Linked DNA regions of Arachis hypogaea: region 1 is linked to region 2. A link is a contact called in public Hi-C data. All regions are on one chromosome and are shown on one strand. The core of a region is the stretch at or near the end of the contact, and the rest is flanking DNA. Distances in the headings are between cores, read along the strand shown. Region 1 holds the start of LOC112790323 (plant intracellular Ras-group-related LRR protein 1). Region 2 overlaps LOC112790322 (calcium-transporting ATPase 8, plasma membrane-type).

Region 1 (2,707 bases), core at 127-2,626, 110 kb after region 2:
AAAAGTTGGAGATAAAAATTTTTTTTACTTATACCTTAAGAACCAAAATCATACTTAACCGTAAAAGAATTTACAATAACTATGTGTTAGAGATATAACCATTAATGTTACATTCTTTCATCGGCTTAAACTTTTTGGATGAGTAATTTTATAATATAGTAGATCTTTGATAAACTTCAAAAAAAAAAAAAAAAGGCAACACTATTCACATAATTTTCTTTAACAAAATATTATTATTATTATTATTATTATTATTATTATTATTATTATTATTATTATTATTATTATTATTATTATTATTCTAAACATTTCAAGTCAAAATCTAAAAAAAGTGTTTATCTATTTTTATTATTATTTACATAAGGAAAAGGATAGATTAATAAACAAATATGTTATATACAGTTATATAATAGTAGTCGTATAGGGAGAGATAGAAGTAATTAAGAAGCTAAGAACTAAAAAACATGTGTGAGGACATATTCCTTGTCTACAATTAACGAATAAAATAGTAATTGGCATTCAAATTGGGAGTAGTGTCACCAAAAAAAAAAAAAAAATCGTAGTAGTAGTAGAGAGTTGACAAAATAAATCAAGTGGGGAAAGTTGCTTAACACAGCACGCAAACCCTAATTACCATTTCATACGGTTCATGTACTTCCATACTACGTCACTACGCTCTCATTTCTAATAATTTCTTCTCCATTCCGTCCCATCCGTACGTCCTTTTTTTCATTCACCTTAGTCTTTCACGTCCACCCCCGCCCTTGTTTTTATAACAACAATATCATATGACCGCCAATTTTATTTTTTAATATTTGATTAATAAATATATTTTTATACTAATTTTTAAATTTAAAATTTAAATTCTAAATCTTGATTAATATTAATAAAAAAGGATTAGTCGTCTTTAGTATTTTTCTTTTTATAATATATTATAAAAAATAACTAGAAGTTCCAATTCATTCTCTTAGTTATCTTTTTAATTTTAAATAAAAAATTTTAAATTTTTTATTATTTTGATGTTTTTAAAAAAAATATATATTTGTATATTTTTTATTCTTTTAAATATTATAAAAAATCATTAAAAAGATGAATTAGAACTCAGTCAATAGTCTTATTCATAAATAGATGGAATAATTATTATATTTGTAAACCATAGCTAAGACTTAACATATTAAAATTAAAACATGATAATATAAATAAAAATTGATAGAATATACAAAACTTTTAATGTACATTATTTTAATGAACATTAGAAAATAATAGTTTTATTTTCTGTTTTAAAATAATAACTGTTTTGGAGTTTAGTATATATATTGATAATCCAAGATATTTTCAAGAAAATGATATTTAAATATATAAAAAAATGAAAGGCTATCATCATCAATTGAATTGCAAACTTTAATGTAATAGGATAAACTTTTTTTTTTGTTAAAATAACATTTCCCCTATTTATATATGGAAGCACACACTACTGTCTCATTATCATCATCAATTCATCTCCAACAGCTCCCCTTCCTTCTCTCTCTTCTCTCTCTCTCTCTCAAAATCTTTGCAATCAAACTCCGTGTTTTTCAGGGTGGGTTGTGTATTGCATAGTAAATTGAAATTTCTAAGTATGATGTACGAACACACACATAATCATCTGGTTCATCATCAGCAACCAGTAACGATGACTATGGATACCATGAAGATGGATATGATAAGAAGGAATAAGAGGGAGAGGAACAAAGAATCCAACAACAACAACAACAACAGCAACAACAACAAAGACAACAAGCTTCGCACCGTTGACTTGAGCTGCATGTCGTTGGAGTCTCTCCCTATTCCTTCTCTTGATTTAGCTACCATTTCCAAGTTGGACCTTTCCAACAACAATCTCCAGGTTCGTATTTAGAAATTTATTGCAATACAAAATATTCTTTTCTTGAAAGATTACCTTTTTTTTTTCTTTTTACTTTTTTATTCATTAAAAATAATATATTTAGACAAAAATTAATAAATTCATAAAATATAAAGTAAAGTTAATTTGAGAAAGAGAGATATATATACCATGGAAGATTCTTTTTATTTATGAATTATTTCTTATTATGTGTATAGAATATTCCGGAGTCGTTAACGGCGAGACTACTGAACTTGACGGTGTTGGACGTGCACTCGAACCAGCTAAGGTCCCTCCCAAATTCAATTGGTTGCCTCTCTAAGCTTAAGATTTTGAATGTCTCTGCCAACTTCATCCAATCCCTTCCTCAAACTATTGAAAATTGCAGGTAACTATATATATTATATATCTAATTTTAGATATAACTTAAAGTAATTAAATAATAATAATAATAACAATAAAAACATTAGGATGAACATTGCACGCATACATCATTATCAACTTATCAATTTATTAGCTACATATATACTACCCTTTTTAAATTAAATCACTTGATATAGTTGCTTCCTTTTAATGTATAGATAATACACCAAATGTTTCGCTGCTAATAATTAATTTTAGCGGCGGTGTTTTTCTCTTTTGTTATATGTAACAGTATAAAAAAAATTATACTATTACATTGTGCTTTATATAATTAATTTTATGTGATATAGTCTTCAGCATATTAATTAGAAGAAGAATTTTCTACGCACTGTTTAATAATTGATGGATAAAATTTGAATGAAAAAGTATAGATAAATAATTTTTAATCAGTCAACTTTAAAT
Region 2 (2,892 bases), core at 336-2,835:
TGATGAGAAATTATACTTATTGCTAGGAGCTTAGGACTGTACATTTGCATTTTAAATGGTAAAGTTGTGTTGGAAGAATTACCAATGTTAGTTTCCTTATCTTTTTATGCATGTTCTATAATAGTATTGGTGGTTGTGCTGTAATGGTGATTGCTAATTTCCAATAGGTGCTAATTGTATCTAGAAAACCAAAGCCTATTGCAATTTTCCTGAGATGTCTTGCTACTCACTCTTATTTACATTACTGCTAAATCCTTGTGATGCATTAGTGGTTGGCAATGCATGCCCAGTTCATGCACCATATATTCGTTGTCATTTTGGTAGCTTTGCTGTAGTGTGCTCATCTTATTTCAATTCTAAAAAAATGTGTTCAAAACTGCAGATCTTTAATGAGTTCAATGCACGAAAGCCAGATGAGTTTAACATATTCAGTGGAGTCACGAAAAACTACCTCTTCATGGGTATAGTGGGATTAACTGTTGTGCTTCAGGTTTGTCTTATTTTAACTTCTCGTTATTTGTCTCTCGTATGAAATATTTTCAAGGTCACCCTAAAATTGCTAGTGTTTTTCAGATCATCATCATTGAATTCCTCGGCAAGTTCACTTCAACAGTCAGGCTTAATTGGAAGCAGTGGCTGATCTCTGTCATCATTGGGTTCATAAGGTCAGTTGATCATCTGCACTAGATCCGCGAGTGTATTTTTCTCTTTGCTTGTAGTTTTGCTTCCTTAATGGATCCGTCCCTACTTATAGCTAGAAATTTCCTAAACCCTATTAGCTATATTCAAGTTATTCTAAGCAAGTGGTGAAAGGAGCTTAGCACCAGTAATATATATGACATATGACTGCAAGGCTTGCTTTATGCTCAAGTGCTAACAGGGTCTTTCCTTTGCTGATTCTCTCTTTCCACACTTTCAGTTGGCCTCTTGCTGTGGTTGGTAAATTGATACCAGTTCCAGATACTCCCATCAACAACGTATTTTCAAGATTTCGGGGTCGAAGAAAGGAACCTGAGGCCTCACAATAGCAACATATAGGTGTGCTGTTTTAAAGACGGATCGTTCTCTTATTGGACGATGTACATGCTTGGTATTTTTTTTTTAAAGAAAAAAAATAGCATACTGTTTAGCCAAACGCTTCTTTTTCTTGCCGGTCTTAGATTTGTTTTTGCCTGTTAAATTTCGATACAAACTTGGAGTTGCTTTAGAATTAGGCTCTAACAAAGTATACGGAATTTCAGCTAACCTTGGTTTTTGTTTACCGACTTTGTTGGTTTGACAAAGAATTGAGAAATTGCAGAGATTATATGAAAATATGGACTATACTTTCGATTTCATCGTTTGTCCTAATTTCTGTCGTATTAAAAACATTACATGTAGGTCATTCCATGTAGGTCATTCGTACTTGTTTTTCTTTTTTGGTTGCCCACGGTATCTTTCAACTCGACAGGTCAAGGAGTAATCCGTCGCGGATCTGAGCTCCATTTAAGGACCTGTCGCTGGTCAATGGGTTGCTGCATGCATAGGCGGGATTCTAACTCTTGACACTTGCTGAAGCGGATGAGTGAGCTGGCCACTCGACCAACCCAAGTTGGTTAGGTCATTCGTACTTGTTATTGTATGGTTCTAGTGCTTTCAGTATCTTGCATTGTTGTTGCGTTCACGAGTAAGGCCCAATTTGTGACATTATAACATGGCAAAATTATCAGTTGGTTTAATATATAAACATCATAAATTTTCACTCCAATTCCATAAGATGAAGATATGTATATACGCAAAACTTGATTCCGATCTATTGCCACAACGTATAATCATCAATTTTCTGGAACATGTTATATACAAGGAAAACAGCGCATTTTCATCTTACTTTAGAATTGTAATCCCCATTAGGAAGCAGTATGGGTTCATGTAGATATGAATTCTTTCTTATACCTGAAGAAAACTGGATTTGCTAGCATGGTTCAATGTCTTACTACTGCTGGCTTCTCACAATTTTAGTATATGGGTTCCGGTGATCAGTAGCTTCAAATATGCACAGGTGTTGCGATTTATAAGACCTTGCGAGAGTTTTTTTATATATAACTCCGATTTATAGTATCCGTTTTAACTTTTGTAAGTCAACTAAATTTCTTTTTATTTTTGATTTTGAAATTTAAAAAATTGGGGAATAGGTTTTTTTTTTTTTTTTTTTCTGTAACAGATCTATTTTTCAACTAATTGGTTCAAGTAAGTTTTCTTTTAGCTGGTTTTTCAGTGAAACCTTAACTTTTTTTGTTTTTTTTTTTTGTGTACATTGATAAATTAACAATTTAAGATACTTGAATGCAATTTGCATAAGTGGAGTATTTTAAACTGTTCTGAATATGAAAAGGCAGATATCAGCAGATGGTTCATAATGAACAAAAATATCTTGGTAGACATCCGCTTATTAAAATTAAACAATCACCATTCCATTATTGATGTTGACCCCGGTGCTTTTTTTCTCTAATTTTTTCCCCTTTGGGAGAGAGAAAGGGAGTTAAGGGAATAGTTTCAAGAGTAATTTAACAGAAGCATGAGTAAACAAAATGACTCTTCTGGGATATCTACAGAGACATGTAATCAGAGGTTGAAGCTAATGGACTTGCTCTCTTATTCGGAACAAGTATGATTTTCTTGAGGCTATTCTCATCCCAGCAACATTGGTGTAGAATAGGTCAAGAATGGAAGTCTCATAGATGACACTATTAGAACATAGAAATCAATACCTTATTAAGTTCAGAATTTTTGGAGCCAAGTAATTTTTCTTTCTTACTTTTTGACATCAAGATCTCCTAATGCAGCACAACATACATATGCAAAAATAAATGTGTGAAAGGGAGAAGATTCACAAATCAAAATATTTGACTAAGT

What was found. Hi-C and Micro-C count contacts between places; a contact is called where the count stands out from the background.
Region 1: a contact with region 2 is called in a Hi-C map of an unstated tissue, with 7 times the contacts expected there. The contact joins the promoter of LOC112790323 here to the enhancer-like site in region 2. A contact is called at or near these places in 2 of 8 Hi-C or Micro-C datasets (leaf and an unstated tissue).

What each region holds. Positions count from the first base shown.
Region 1 is chr3:38,807,017-38,809,723 of arahy.Tifrunner.gnm2.J5K5, forward strand. It overlaps LOC112790323 (plant intracellular Ras-group-related LRR protein 1), which reads left to right and starts at 1,377. Exons shown (of 3, transcript XM_025832658.2): 1 at 1,377-1,885; 2 at 2,101-2,270. The coding sequence starts at 1,619.
Region 2 is chr3:38,694,591-38,697,482 of arahy.Tifrunner.gnm2.J5K5, forward strand. It overlaps LOC112790322 (calcium-transporting ATPase 8, plasma membrane-type), which reads left to right. Exons shown (of 37, transcript XM_072232862.1): 34 at 383-490; 35 at 574-665; 36 at 920-1,038; 37 at 1,451-1,747. The coding sequence ends at 1,028. Among protein-coding and RNA genes, the nearest start is that of LOC140183446, 29 kb to the left of the region's middle. Within about 2 kb of position 1,586, at least 1 of the 3 cell types and tissues checked has open chromatin away from gene starts, as enhancers often do.